4 separate regions of the Mus musculus genome follow, and regions 1, 3 and 4 are each linked to region 2. A link is a contact called in public Hi-C and promoter capture Hi-C data. All regions are on one chromosome and are shown on one strand. The core of a region is the stretch at or near the end of the contact, and the rest is flanking DNA. Distances in the headings are between cores, read along the strand shown.

Evidence for each region. Promoter capture Hi-C pulls out the DNA fragments that hold promoters and counts their contacts. A called contact is a pair of places that touch in the nucleus more often than the background predicts.
Region 1: a contact with region 2 is called in a promoter capture Hi-C map of erythroid cells, with 12 times the contacts expected there. The contact joins the promoter of Taf1 here to the promoter of Ftx in region 2. A contact is called at or near these places in 2 of 39 promoter capture datasets (erythroid cells and pre-B cells).
Region 3: a contact with region 2 is called in a promoter capture Hi-C map of pre-B cells, with 6 times the contacts expected there. The contact joins the promoter of Atrx here to the promoter of Ftx in region 2. A contact is called at or near these places in 1 of 39 promoter capture datasets (pre-B cells) and 1 of 115 datasets of contacts at active chromatin or transcription factors (astrocytes).
Region 4: a contact with region 2 is called in a Hi-C map of CD8 T cells, with 9 times the contacts expected there. The contact joins the promoter of Zmym3 here to the promoter of Ftx in region 2. A contact is called at or near these places in 1 of 39 promoter capture datasets (erythroid cells) and 1 of 484 Hi-C or Micro-C datasets (CD8 T cells).

What each region holds. Positions count from the first base shown.
Region 1 is chrX:101,531,298-101,534,662 of GRCm38.p6, reverse strand. It overlaps Taf1 (TATA-box binding protein associated factor 1), which reads right to left and starts at 1,928. Exons shown (of 39, transcript NM_001290729.1): 1 at 1,662-1,928; 2 at 1,054-1,168; 3 at 802-918. The coding sequence starts at 1,841.
Region 2 is chrX:103,622,301-103,625,484 of GRCm38.p6, reverse strand. It overlaps Ftx (Ftx transcript, Xist regulator (non-protein coding)), which reads left to right and starts at 1,731. Exons shown (of 11, transcript NR_028381.1): 1 at 1,731-1,938.
Region 3 is chrX:105,927,630-105,931,114 of GRCm38.p6, reverse strand. Atrx (ATRX, chromatin remodeler) reads left to right here and starts at 1,743. Exons shown (of 35, transcript NM_009530.2): 1 at 1,743-2,015. The coding sequence starts at 1,996.
Region 4 is chrX:101,418,563-101,421,938 of GRCm38.p6, reverse strand. Zmym3 (zinc finger, MYM-type 3) reads left to right here and starts at 1,717. Exons shown (of 25, transcript NM_019831.3): 1 at 1,717-1,793; 2 at 2,987-3,376. The coding sequence starts at 3,000.

The sequences.
Region 1 (3,365 bases), core at 679-3,178, 2.1 Mb after region 2:
TTCCAAAACAAACCTCAGCTACGTAATCAATTTTGAGGCCTAAAAGTTTCAAAAATAGAAAATAAAAGCAGAGTGTGGTGATACAAGACTTTAATCCCAACACTCCAGAGGCAGAGGCCAAACAAATAAACCTCTTCCGATTCTGAGACTGTTATTCTAAAATACAGCAGGGAAAATACTTATGTTTTGAAGAAAAAGAAGTATAATAGGGGAATGATTTGAGTCAAAATACATTTGCTCATTGACATGAGATTATAAACATAACCCTTCTTAATCTTAAAATCTTAAGGGCAAAGAGTGGGTTTGTTTTCATCTTTAACTTTGAAAAGCATATAAGAATAGTTATATCAAATCTACAGGCACTAAAATATATGAGATGACAAGAAATCATTTTCACCCTTGTCATTAATCAACAATTTGAGACCGAACATTATAAAAATAAAAGCTTGAATTTGGTAAGAGAATACCTACTACTTGGCACTGAATTGACAGTGGAAACAGCATACAGAGCAAATGTATTGGCAGGCAAGAACAATGGCAGAGATTAAATATACAAGACAGAGCCCAAAACAGACTTATTCAGGAAGAAAATGTACTAAACTGCCAATTTTGCAACATTAAAGAATACCAAGCGTAGTGGGGAACATGTCTAATCCTAGCACTTGGGAAACAGAGGCAAATGCATCTCTATGAGTTTGGGACAATCTTGCATGCATAATGAGTTCCAGGTCAGGCAGGGCTATGTTGAAAGACCCATTGCTAGAAAACAAGAAGGGGGGGGGGGGGCGGAGAGAGAATCACCTGTGTGGCAAAGGGGTTGCAAGCTTCCCATTGTCTGCTGGTATCTTCTACTTTCATCTTCTGCCACCTCGTTGATGTCAGAATAGTCCACAGCATCCTCTCTACTCCTAATCCATCCTATGGATAAAAAGGGAGACGTCTCAAGAGAAAGCAAGTAATTATCACTTCCTTAGAAAATCCCCACTGAAAAGCGTACAACAGGCTAATCTCCTCCCCCCACCCACACTGTCCTCCCCATGGCCCACACTTTACCTTCATCATTTACCAGGGCACCATCACTCCCGGACAATTCTTCATTTGCTGTGAGTTCAGTGATCAGGCTGCCAAGACCCAAAGCCCCCAAGCCCGCAAGATGCTTCTTGCACTCCTGAAAAGGGGACAGCATGAGGGTCGAAAATAACAACTAAACCTGAAGGTCCTACACAAGTATATTTCCCTTGCTCATAACAAAGTCACAAATCCATCTGAGAAATTATTTCATGAAGTGCTGCTCAAAGAAACATCACATTCAAGAACTATATAGGAAATCTGCTAAATTCCATACAGATCAGTTCCGAACAACACACGTTCCATCCGTAGTCCTGGCTTTGGAGCCATTAGGATCAGCAAAAGCCAGAAAAAGCAGAGTTCCAAGGGTCTTTAAGAAGGCCTTCCACAGTGGCGGTTCTGATAACCTTACTAGAGTTAACTATTATCTTTCCTACCAGGCAAGGAGAATGTTACCTTCGAAGCCAACACCTCAGCATCAGTGACTGACACTTAAGACTTTTCCTCTTCGTCCTTCCTCCGAGTTGAGCCCTCTCGCGCTGTCTCCAGTTCTCCCTAGCCACAGCACCCGCCGCCCCAGGCCCACGACTCACGTCATCCAAGACGCTTTCGCCTTCCAACTGCCCTGCTCCATTGATGTTGCCGAACAGGAACCCAGTTAGAGAAAATGGGCCTCCACCAGCCGACTCTTCGTCGCTGTCTGTGTCGGACATGACGACGGAAGGGCTACCGCCACCCTTGTCCTGCAGCAGCCCAGCCCACCCCGGGCCCATGGGCGGGAAAGAAAAAATACGTCAGTCGCACACGGGTGACTTGCAGCGCTCCCTGACCCAACCAGAGGCTACCGGAAGTTGAAAAAAAGGGGGGAAGGATGGGCCGTCCTACGTGATCCTTTGATGTCGGGATGGCTACTTCCTTTGATGTGTTTGATTGGTCCGCCCAAGATCAGGCTGGATAACTGGAAGGTGATTGGTCAAACAAACCAGTCCCGCCCATCAACTGCGCGGGTCCGTTCTGGTTGCTATGGTAAGAGCGGCAGATTTTTCTCCAATAAGAAAGTAGATCTGAGGCGGCGTGACCTACGACCTCTGGAAACCGCGCGTCACCGGCTACAGTACACACTACACAATAATGATTTGAGCCGTCTTTTCCGGTTTGTGCCGTTCCCCAAAGGAACATTACTATGAATTGTGATAGGGGGACGACTGCTACTTACTTATTTTGAATTTACATTTTCCCATGGTAAAATGTTAAGCTTAGTAAAATGAGCAACCGAAACTTCAAGATTCACAAACATTAAACATTTTCATAGTTTTTTTAAGCGCACATATGATTCCCAGCACTATATATATATATATATATATGTATATATATATATATATATATACATACACATATATGCATATATATGTGTGTGTGTATGTATGTATATATGTGTGTAAATGTGTAAAAGCATGGAGAGAAGAAAGAAACCGAGTGGGAGAAGGGGGGGGGGGTTGAAGAGGGGAGAGAAAGTGAAAGAGAGACAGAAATATACAAGGCTGGGATACAGCTCACTGGCCAACATAGATTCAATTCCCTGTACTTAAAAAATAACCTTATTTTGCCAGGAATGGAAACCTGAGGTAGAAGTGTCTCTGAACCGGGCAGTGGTGGCGCACGCCTTTAATCCCAGCACTCGGGAGGCAGAGACAGGCGGATTTCTGAGTTTGAGTCCAGCCTGGTCTACAAAGTGAGTTCCAGGACAGCCAGGGCTACACAGAGAAACCCTGTCTCGAAATAACTAAAAAAAAAAAAAAAAAAAAAAAAAAAAAAGAATTGTCTCTGTAAGACCAGCATAGTATACATAGTTAAGCTCCAGGCTACTAGGGGAAACCCTATCTTTAAAAAAAAGTTTTTTAAGTACTCTATATATTTGTGTAAATAGACATATTGAACCAGTGAGGTGCCTCTGTAGGTAACATATCTGCCACCAACCCCGGAGCCCCATCCTGAGGACATATTTCATGTTTCAGATCACCATGGTGGCACACAGACTTGTTTGAATTGGAGCATCTTCACTGTGGCCAAACCGAGGATCTGTTCAGAGTTCCTACTTTGCATTTTTTGTGCCTGTTTGCTTGTTCATGTTTAGTTTGTTCTGAGGCAGAGTCCCACTTAAGTTTCCTGGGCCAGGCCTTGAATTTTCCATTCTTTGCTTCCCAACTAACTGAAATTATAGGTCTCTGCCAACAAGTTCAGTCGTGCGATTATATTTGATCACCTCTCTTTAGTATATACATGGGGACATTTTCTTT
Region 2 (3,184 bases), core at 482-2,981:
TGGGCATCTGAAGCCAGAGCTATGTCCAGGAAAATACTCTCCCAACTGAGCCACATCCTCAAACCCTAAACTACAATTGTTCCTATCTCTTATAATTAAAAATATCAGAGAAATTAAATTCTAGGAAAGAGATATCTTGGAAATTTAGAGATGATTTCTAACATTTCTATTTATGTTTACAGTTTGTCAGATGAACAAATATGTTGTTTCCCCTGGTGGCAATCAAGAAAAACTCTCTTACATGGAATCTTCAGATGGAACTAAGCTTGTTTTACAAGAAAAATTGTTTGAACTTTATTTTGTTTTTTGTTTTTAAAGATCTATTTACTTTTACTTATATAAGTACACTGAACTGTCTTCAGACACACACCAGAAGAATGCATCAGAGTCCTTTACAGATGGTTGTGAGTCACCAAGTGGTTGCTGGGAATTGAACTCAGGACCTCTGGAAGAGCAGTCAGTGCTTTTGACGTCTGAGCCATCTCTCCAGACCTAGTTTGGAGCTTGTAAGTACAGCCTGTTAATTCTGCATGAGTACAACTTTGTTCGAGATGTGAGCTAACACTTTTGTAGTGAACTCCAGGTAAACTTAGCTTAAAGGCTTCTTTCATTGCTCAAATTGGGCTGAAAAGAGCTTTTCCATCACACTCCCTTCCCCCTCAAAGAAAAAGCTCTTTCAGAAACCAGGGAGGGAATTGTCAAAGTGGGGATGTCTTACTAAAGCTGAAACATCAGAGGGGTTTTTTATGCATGTTACCTATATGTCCATTAGGTGTCGCAATATATCCAATGGCCCTGCCTTCTACTTCTATTCTGCTCATGATATTGTTTCAGATGCAGGCATGGGACTGCTTTTCCTTTTCTCCTCCTCCTCCTCCTCCTCGACCTCCTTCCCTTCTTCCTCCTCCTTTTTTCTTCTTTGTCTTCCTCCTCCCCTCCCCCACTCTTTTTTACTTGTATGGTTCTGGTGCTTTGATGCTCTACATGAAAATTCACAATTCAATGCAATGATAGATAGACAGGCAGGAGCCAGTCGGATGATCTCTCAAGATCCAGGGCTGAATAAGAAGGGGGAGTGGATCTTAAGGAGACCCTTAAAACTCAAGATTCTCCACAGGAAACAACATGCTGAGAGTGAAAATAGCCTGCCCCAAGAGTTCTGGTTCCAGGTATTAGAAAAAGACTTTTTCTTCAGGCTTTGTAACTTGGGCCCACAATTAAATCTACATACGTATATTTCCATTCCCCCAACCCCCCGGATCGGTGGAGGCTATTTTTTTTTCCTTCAGGATCTTTTGTGGTCCAAGCTGACCTAGAATTTGTCATGGAGGTGAGGTTGTCTATAAATCGCTGGAATTACAGGCACTTATCACCATGCCAGTGGTTGGTTGGTTGGTTTGTTAGTTTGTTTGTTTTCGAAACACTTGGAATATTGGGTACATCAGGAAATATGAGGGGGCCTAGCAGAGCTCCAGAGAAGCAGAGAAGGTCAAGAATTGTAGGGTGAGCCAGAAAGGGAATAATAACAGTAGTGAGATGTGATGGTAAATTAAAAAGGATGGGGACTTATTGATTAGAAAAGGGGCTGAGGAAAGGATGGGTGGTGGACGCCGGTATGAGCAGAGGTAGGAAAAGAAGTGTGGGCTAGGGACCTGAGTACTGGACTCAGTGGGCTGCTGTAAGTTGTAGAGGGGCGCTCTGAGGAGAGGGAGGAGCGCGGCGCATGCGTTGCAGCACAGCGCAGCGCTCCTGGAGAGGCTGTGGGTTCGTGGCATCCGCGCCGCGGCCGCAAGTATAGCAGGTTTCGTACCTGGTGTTCATCGCCGTTAAGTCATCGCTGCTGCCACCCAGGCACGGCTCTCTATGCCGCCGCTCCCTCCACCCTCTAGGCACTGCCTGCCGTAAGAATTTTAACTGCGACACTCGCTTCAGCAGGAGGTAAAGGAACGACGAAGGACGAAAATGTAACATGGAGGGCGGAGGAGGGAACTTGTGTCAGGGAGATCCTTAATTTGTGCATTTTCTCCTTTGAGGGGAGGGAGAACTGGAGGCCAGTACGAATCCCCAGCCCTCCAAAAGGATGTTGCGCATTACTTAATATTATGAAAGATTTTTAGACTTCTCTAAGCAGGTTTAAGGCACCTGAGCATCACTGTTTTGTTTGACATCTATTTAAAACAAAACAAAAAAAACTTTCGAGTTCTTCATTTGTTAAGGGTGAATCAAATGGATGAGTCTTTAGGATTAGGCTTCATCCGCTTTTTGTTTTCCTTGGGGGTGAGTGAATGTAGTTTGAGACTGACAGCAGCAGGCCTCGAACTCGCGGCCGTTCTCCTGCTTAAACTGGGATTACAGGCGTAAATCACCACGCCGGACTCTGATTCAGTGGTTTTAGGTTGGAGGGTTTTTAACTGTATTAAGGAATCCGTCTACCAAGTAGCCTCTCCCTTAGGCTGCTGACGGATTCCATCTGGGTTTGGGATATGCTTTATCGCCTACGACGTTTTTTTAATTCCATGTGTAACTTAGTTTATCACAGTTAATCCTGTTAAGGATTGTTGTTAATGATATGGTTTAGACACTGGGGCATAACTTTGGCGAGAAACACGTGCAGATGCACCCGGCATGAATATATATACATATATATGCGCATATATGTATATATATTCTTCACAGAGTTATCTCACCAGAGTAGCAGAACGCAGTGGCCACAGAGATTATATATATAATATATATAATATATATATATACACATATACGTATATATATTATATATATAATCATACACGAGAAGGGAGAATAGTAAAGATAGGCGCGCTTTGCGTGGATGCCAAAAGAGGAACCATATCACCAGGTGGTGGCGCTCAAGTACCCTTGAGAAAGCGTGACATGATGGGTAGGACTCTGCTGGCACGGGAGATCGTGGCCCCTTAGGCGAGGGTGGGGCAGAGAGGAGAGAAGGTGAAATCACGCATGCTCACTGCAAGCAGAAGGCCTCTGCGCGGGAATGAAAGTGCGCATGCGTAAGAGGGAGCATGTTGGCCGTTTAACACTAGGTATCGAGAACTGCGCGTGCGTGTTGCCAGTGGCTTGGCTGGGAGGGAGGGAGGGAGACGCGGAACGTTCTGGTAATTATGATTGCGAAATAGCGAGGGGTTCGGTAAGTTGTCCTTCGCTCAAATCG
Region 3 (3,485 bases), core at 494-2,993, 2.3 Mb before region 2:
TCCTCTTCCTCCTTCTTTTCCTCCTCCTCCTCCTCCCTTCCTTCTTCCAGGGAGGGCAGACTTGAGAGGACTAGGAAGTGAGTGCGATGGGGTTTCACAATGTCAAATTCCAAATAATCAATAGAAGTACTGTGAAAAGACATAAAAAAATGTATATTAGAGGCTGAAGAGACTGCTTAGTGATTATGGGCACTTGCTGTTCCCAGCACCTACATTGGGTAGGTCATACCTGCTTGTAACTCCAGTGCCAGGGGTCCAACATTCTCTTCTGCAGTGTGAGGACTTGTGTACATATATACATCCAGGCTCTCTCAAACATACATACAACATTTAAAAACCAAATCTTTATATGTTAGTTAGCCAGGTGTGATGGCATATGCCTTTAGTCTAAGTTCTCAGGTGGCAAAGGCAGTTGGATTTCTGAGCTGAAAGCCAGCCTGATCTACAGAGCAAGTTCCAGGAGAGCCAGGGCTGCACAGAGAAACTCTGTCTCGGAAACAAACAAACAAACAAACAAACAAAAACCTAGTCTGATTGTTGGAATGCATTGTTTGAAAAGAGACTCTTCTCTTGTCATTCTAGTCCAAAACTGCAACCCTGACATCTAAGCATGACCAAAACTGTTGCATATTTCAGGAAAAATAAACAGAATGAACAAAATAAAGGGAATGAACATGTGTTCCAGAATAAATGTGGGCACAAAGTTGGAAACTTCAAATTTAGAAAACTTATTTGTGATTTGCAGAGATTATGAATGAAAAATGAAATGAGGGGGAAACGATTTGGATCAGTTGGTAAGTGAGATATACCCCCAATCATATCAGATTGAACTAATGGCTGACCTGTGTGTGACAATTTCAAGATTGTTCAATATCAAAAGAATTAGATGTCAATGTCCAGTTGATCATATATATATAAATACCTGTAAGTATCCTTAAGTATGATGGGGTACACCTGTCTTCTAAGCACTTTGGGAGGCTGCAAGGACAGTCCAAGTTTGAGGCCAGCCTCATATACATGTTGAGTTGCAGCCTAGTCAGGACTGTATAGCTAGAATTTTTCTCATTCTCTTTCCACAAAAGGTAAAAATTCACACGTGTAAGCGTTGGCAAGCTGAATATTATAATGAAATATATAGAAGAAAAATTAAGAATATTATAAAATAGGAAAGAAAATATTTATATTTTGGGTGGCTATGGAGATTAATGATTAAGAGTGTGCATGTGGGGGAGGGGTTAGGACATAGCTCAATGATAGAGTATTTGCCTAACATGCACAAAGCCTTGGGTTTAAAACAGCATAAGAATGTATGTCCACCCTCCCCGCAAGGATGGATGTTTGGCTGAATGTGGAACTTGTGCATTGGTATCCTCACCCATTAAAATGTTAGGTCTGCCTACTTTGGATGGTTCAAGCATGAGATTAAGATAAAGGATCTGTGTAGTGGTCGACATATAGTAAATTCTCAATAAACGTAAATGGGGTGTCATTGTTTCACCAATTATGTGGAAGTAGAGAGGTTGGACCAAGAGCGCATTTTCAGGATAATGTCAAGATACATCCCTGACACTTTGAGGTCAGCAGTAACTGAACTGGACCCCACTAAGAAGAGGTGGAGGGGATCAAATGACGTCGACCGCCTTAGCAACAGGCTCCCAAAGAAGGTGAATTTCCGTAGCCAATAAGACACTGAGCTCTGGCAGAGGTAGCCAATAGATGACGGAAAGAGGAAGAGGGAGGACGCGCCAATTCTCCTGCCCAAGCCTCGGCCCAACAAAATGGCGTCGGCATAGGCCTTGCTTTGTTTCCGTGGCTCTTGCAGCAGCAGCAGCAGCAGCAGCAGCAGCGGTAGCGGACTCTGAGCTGGGAGGACGATCCAGCACTATCTGCGGTGACTACTAAGATCCCAGTACTTTTCGTTCAGCCACTGGCGCCGAGGAGCGCAGAACGGTACCCAAGGGGTTGCCAAGCCAAGCGGCCGTCCGAGCCAAAAACATGACCGCTGAGCCCATGAGGTAAAACGCAAGCCCTTGTCACGGGCCCCGGCGTTCTGCTCCCGGGCGCCTTCCACTCGAGTGGGGTGTTTGCAAAGACGTGCGCTAGGTGCCCTAGGCCCGCGCGCGGCTTCGCGGTCAGCGGCATCGTTTTCCCTCTAGGTGAGCGGGGCTGGGGGAGCGCGGTGGGAAGCCCCAGCTGGGGCTTGGGGTGTGTGTGTGTGTGTGTCTATGTGTGTATGTGTGTGTCTGTCTGTCTGTCTGTGTGTGTGTCGGTCGGGGGCGGCATGCGGCGCGCGCGTTGCCTTTCCCGCCTCCCGCCGCTGCGGAGCCGGGAGCCCCTGCTCGGCTCACGCCTCCGTGCCCGCGGCGTCGAGGCCTGGGGGCGGGGGGTGTCGCGGGCCACCGAACGCTTGCGGTCAGTCTTTCGAATCTCGGGGCCTAGCGACTGCGTGGGGAAGGAGGGGGGAGGGGGGGGGAGAAGGTGGATGGGGGAGGGGGAGGGGCGGAGGATGGGGAGGGGGAGGGGCGGCGGGAGGAAGTGAGATCCTGGAACTAGCGAACCCCAATGGTCGCCTCCACTGGAAGTCCTCCAGCTCTCCGCGGCTCCGAGAGGAGAGCCGAGCATTGGAGGTAGGAGGGCCGGGCCCGGAAGGTACCTCTAGAAGGTGCCTTTTCGCCCCCCGACTCCAGATCCTGGAGGGTTATCTTGGGGACCCCTGGGCGGCTGAGACGGAGAGCGGGCAGCCCAATGCGGGCTTTTGCTTTCTGAGAACAGCGGCCGACGACTTTGCAGGAGAAGTCCGGTTTTTGACGGGACATCGGTTGTTGTTACCCCCTGCGGTTTGGGACACGTTCCGTGAAGTAGTTAGATCGTGCTTTTATTTATTTGTTCCACGAGGCATGTGGAGCGGGTTAACGGGGATTCACCAGAAGATTTATTGCAAAGGTAGAAGAGAGCCCAGGCCCGATGTTAGCGATCAAATACGTTTACGATTCAGGCTGTTTTTCCACGCGTTTCTGATTTGCTTTTTGATTGTTTGGAGTAGTTAATCTGAAATGGATTCCGCTTTTATGCAGATACCTTGCTTTTTTAGGCAGTTTGATATTTGACCTTTTATCCCAAGATTGAATTCGGTGATTTTTCTTCTCGAATGAGATGCAAGCTTGGTGAATAGTGGCAAAACGAAATTATAGGTAGCGTGGATCATAATTGCATCTGTAATTGGCAAAATGTGCCGTTGGGTGACTAGGACATCATGGCTTTGAGCACTTTAGATTGTAGAATTTGAGAACGAGCCTATCCGATTATTTTCTACCTTAGCAAACAGTGCATCGATGCTCTCTTTACTTAGGGAAAATATACTTCAGTTCTGTTTGTTTGTTTGTTTGTTTGTTTTTCGAGACAGGGTTTCTCTGTGTAGCCCTGGCTGTCCTGGAACTCACTCTGTAGACCAGGCTGGCCTCGAATTAAGAAATCCGCCTGCCTCT
Region 4 (3,376 bases), core at 468-2,967, 2.2 Mb after region 2:
TTAGTTTAAAAAACATACTTATTATTTCGTGTGCCTGTGTATGCATGCATGCTACATCACAGGTGTGCTGGTCAGAGGACAACTTGCAGGCCTAGGTTCTCTCCTATTATCTGGGTCCTTAGACTTGGCAGCAAAGGCCTTTCCCTGCTGCACGTCTCACTGCCCCTAGTTGTTGTTTAGTGTGACTGAAGTTTTGTTTTAGTTTGCATTTGTTCTTTTGAAACAGGGTCTTGCTATGTAGTCCAGGCTGTCTTCACACCACAGGGAATCCTCTCGCCTCAGGTTCCCTGCACACCACCACACCCAGTTTTTGGTTTTGAGACAGGTGTTTCACTATGTAGCCCAGGCTTTTCTCATGGTCATAATCCTGATACAGCCTTCTAAGTGCTGGAATACCAGACCACCGTGCCAGAGCAGAAGTCACCCCTCCCTCTTAGATGCTCTTCACTCCACTTGAAAATTCGTGATCTGCCACCAAATTAGACATTCTACCCCCAGAACAGCCAGGGGGCCAGGAAGAAACAGAAAATACAAAGAAACAGTAGAAACAGAAAGAGGCAGAAAGTGGGAGATGGCTACAGAGCATACTGATTAAGACACAGAAAGCCGGGTTTAGGCAATCTACACCGGAAAAAAATTACATTTATCTCTGATGTAGGAGAGAGCAAAGACAACCTCAAGGCTGAGGGGGGGTAGGCGGAAGGGAAAACAAGGCTTCTGTTAAAATATGGGTAAAATTCCCAAGGACAAGGGTGGGCAGGCTTTCTATGGGAAGGAGGAAAGGTCAGAAGCACATTAGAGGAGCAATGGACAACACTGGACGCTTCTTGCCTGAGTTTCTAGTATCTAAGTCCGGTAAGTGCTGTGCAGCCCTTAGAACTATCCTGGGAATGTGGAGAGAGGGATTGTGAAGTGTTCTGTCATGAGGCCTGAGAATGAACACTGCCACCTATTCTTTTAAGGCAGTAGACCTAGTATTAGTGACCCCTACCCCTACCCTACTTCTCAAGCCTTAATCACAGCCACGCCCACCATCTAGTACGATCCCTGGAGGCTGTGTTTGAGTGCTCTCAGGAGGCAGAGACGCAAAGAGACTGTGAGGGAGAGACCTACAAGAACAGAAAAAGAGGGAAAAGGGAAGGACAGTGTTTGTGTGTGTCTGTGTGTGTGTGTGCAAGTGGATGGGTGGGTGGGGGGCTTCTGATGACCAAAACTATTCAAGAGAAAATTCAAGCTCCTACAGGAGGATTCAGTGCAATGATCCCAGAACTTAACCGAAGGCCATGGAGGGAGACGGGGGTGTAGCCTTGCAGAACCTGCTTTGGGGGGGGGGGTCACCAGGCAGTAACCGTTACTGCATAGGCGTTGTCACTAAGCCAGAACCATTTAACTGGCAAGGGTAAGCTTAAGACACCCCATAACTACGACTCTTAGACAGGTTGGAAGTGGGGGCTGAGGTTGCAGACAAGGGGAGGAGGGGCACTTGAGGGTTGGGTCTTTGCCTCCCCCATTCTCCGCTGTCACTACCCCAACAGTCGCCCGGGGGGCCGGGCCCCGGAGAGGTGGGGATGGGGGAGGGTAATCTTGGCAGGCGTCTGCTGCATGGCGTAGGTAGGGAGTGCTGAGGGGGGACGCTGGGGGGAACACGAGTGGGAAGCGGAGAGCCACGGGGAGGGGGAGGGGACCGGGAACCATTTGAATGAGAGGAGGGGATCACGGGTAGAGTGGGCTCTGGAGATAGGGCGGGCACGGGTGTGACGGGGCCAGGCTCTTGAGCCAGGTAAGGAAAGCAGGTGCGTAGATGTGGGGTTTTTCTTCCTTTTTTTGTGTATTTAGTGTACTAGGCCCTTCGGTGGAGAGGGGGCGCCGCCTTCCCCGGGGGCGGGCTCCAAAGCTCCAGAGGCTATCTTTTCCTCAACTAACGGGGCCCCGGGCGGGGGCTCACGCTCCATCCCCAGTGACGGCACTCCACTCCGCAATTTCCAGGCGGCCACTGGGCTGGGAGTCTCGCGCCGGGGGCCGGCGCTGTCTCGCGAGCCCCCTCCTCCAGCCAGCCAATGGGATTGGTCGCTGGCACCGCCCGCCTGCCTGGTGCAGAGCGCTCAGCGCTGCAAGCGGCGCTGCCATTTAAAGGGGCCGCGACCCCTGTCCCGGCTGCTAGGGAGGGAGGTGGAGAAGGAGCGCGGGGCCGTTGCTGTCTGCAGTTCTAGGCTTGTAGCGGTTACTCTAACCCTGCCTCAGGTAGGGGTCGGGTCTGTTCAAGCCGAACCGAACCTGCAGGCGGGATCTCGCAGTAGCCGGGAGGGGGGTTTGAGCAGGAATCGTAGCTCCAAAATGTCTTCCTGTAAATGCCTGAGGTGGGGGGTGGGCAACAGGAGAAGGGAAGGACTAGGGGTGCAGTAGGAAAGGGGGGACGGGGCTGAGGAAGTGGTCCACCCTGAAAGGTAACCGAGTGGGGGGGAGACGGTTAGGAAGAGCAGTTTGTGGGGGCGGGGAAGGGCTGAGAGAGGACGGGCTCCGCGGGGAGGGGCGCTGGGGCTGGAGAGGATGGGGAGAGACTGGAGACCTGGGGGGCTTTTGGGGGGGAGTGAGAAGGGACCAGGGGCTGAGGTCGCCGGAGCGGGAAAGGTTTCTGGCTGCGGCAGGCACGGGAAAATGTGAGGGGGCGTTGAGTCTGAGGTGGGGGGTGTGTGAGAGGTAGGGAGGAAGGAGCTACGAGTCTCCGTGGGGGGTGTCGGGCGGGTTAGAGACCAACTGCCTGGCGAGTGTGGGCACGGGGCCAGGGCAGGGAACGCCACTCCCCACAGAGGGCGCTGTATTGGGGGGGGAGTGGACATTGAGCCTGAAGCCTGTGGAAATGCCTATCGGCTGTGGGGGGCGGCTGCTAATGAGAAATCCAAGTGGATGACGGACGGGGTGTGTCCCACAGCCGACATAAGAAATTCAGGCTAAGACCACCTCTACTGCCCCCTCTTCCGATCTGCAGCCCATACCCAGCCATGGACCCCAGTGATTTCCCCAGTCCATTTGACCCATTGACCCTGCCAGAGAAGCCCCTGGCTGGAGACCTTCCAGTAGACATGGAATTTGGAGAGGATCTGCTGGAATCTCAGACTGCCCCAAGTCGAGGATGGGCTCCCCCAGGTCCGTCTCCATCCTCTGGAGCCCTGGACCTGCTTGATACCCCTTCTGGCCTGGAGAAGGACCCTGGAGGAGTTCTGGATGGAGCCACTGAGCTACTGGGGCTGGGGGGGCTACTCTATAAAGCCCCTTCTCCCCCAGAGGTGGACCATGGTCCTGAGGGAACCCTTGCATGGGATTCGGGGGAGCAGACCCTAGAGCCTGGACCAGGGTGTCAAACCCCTGAGGTGATGCC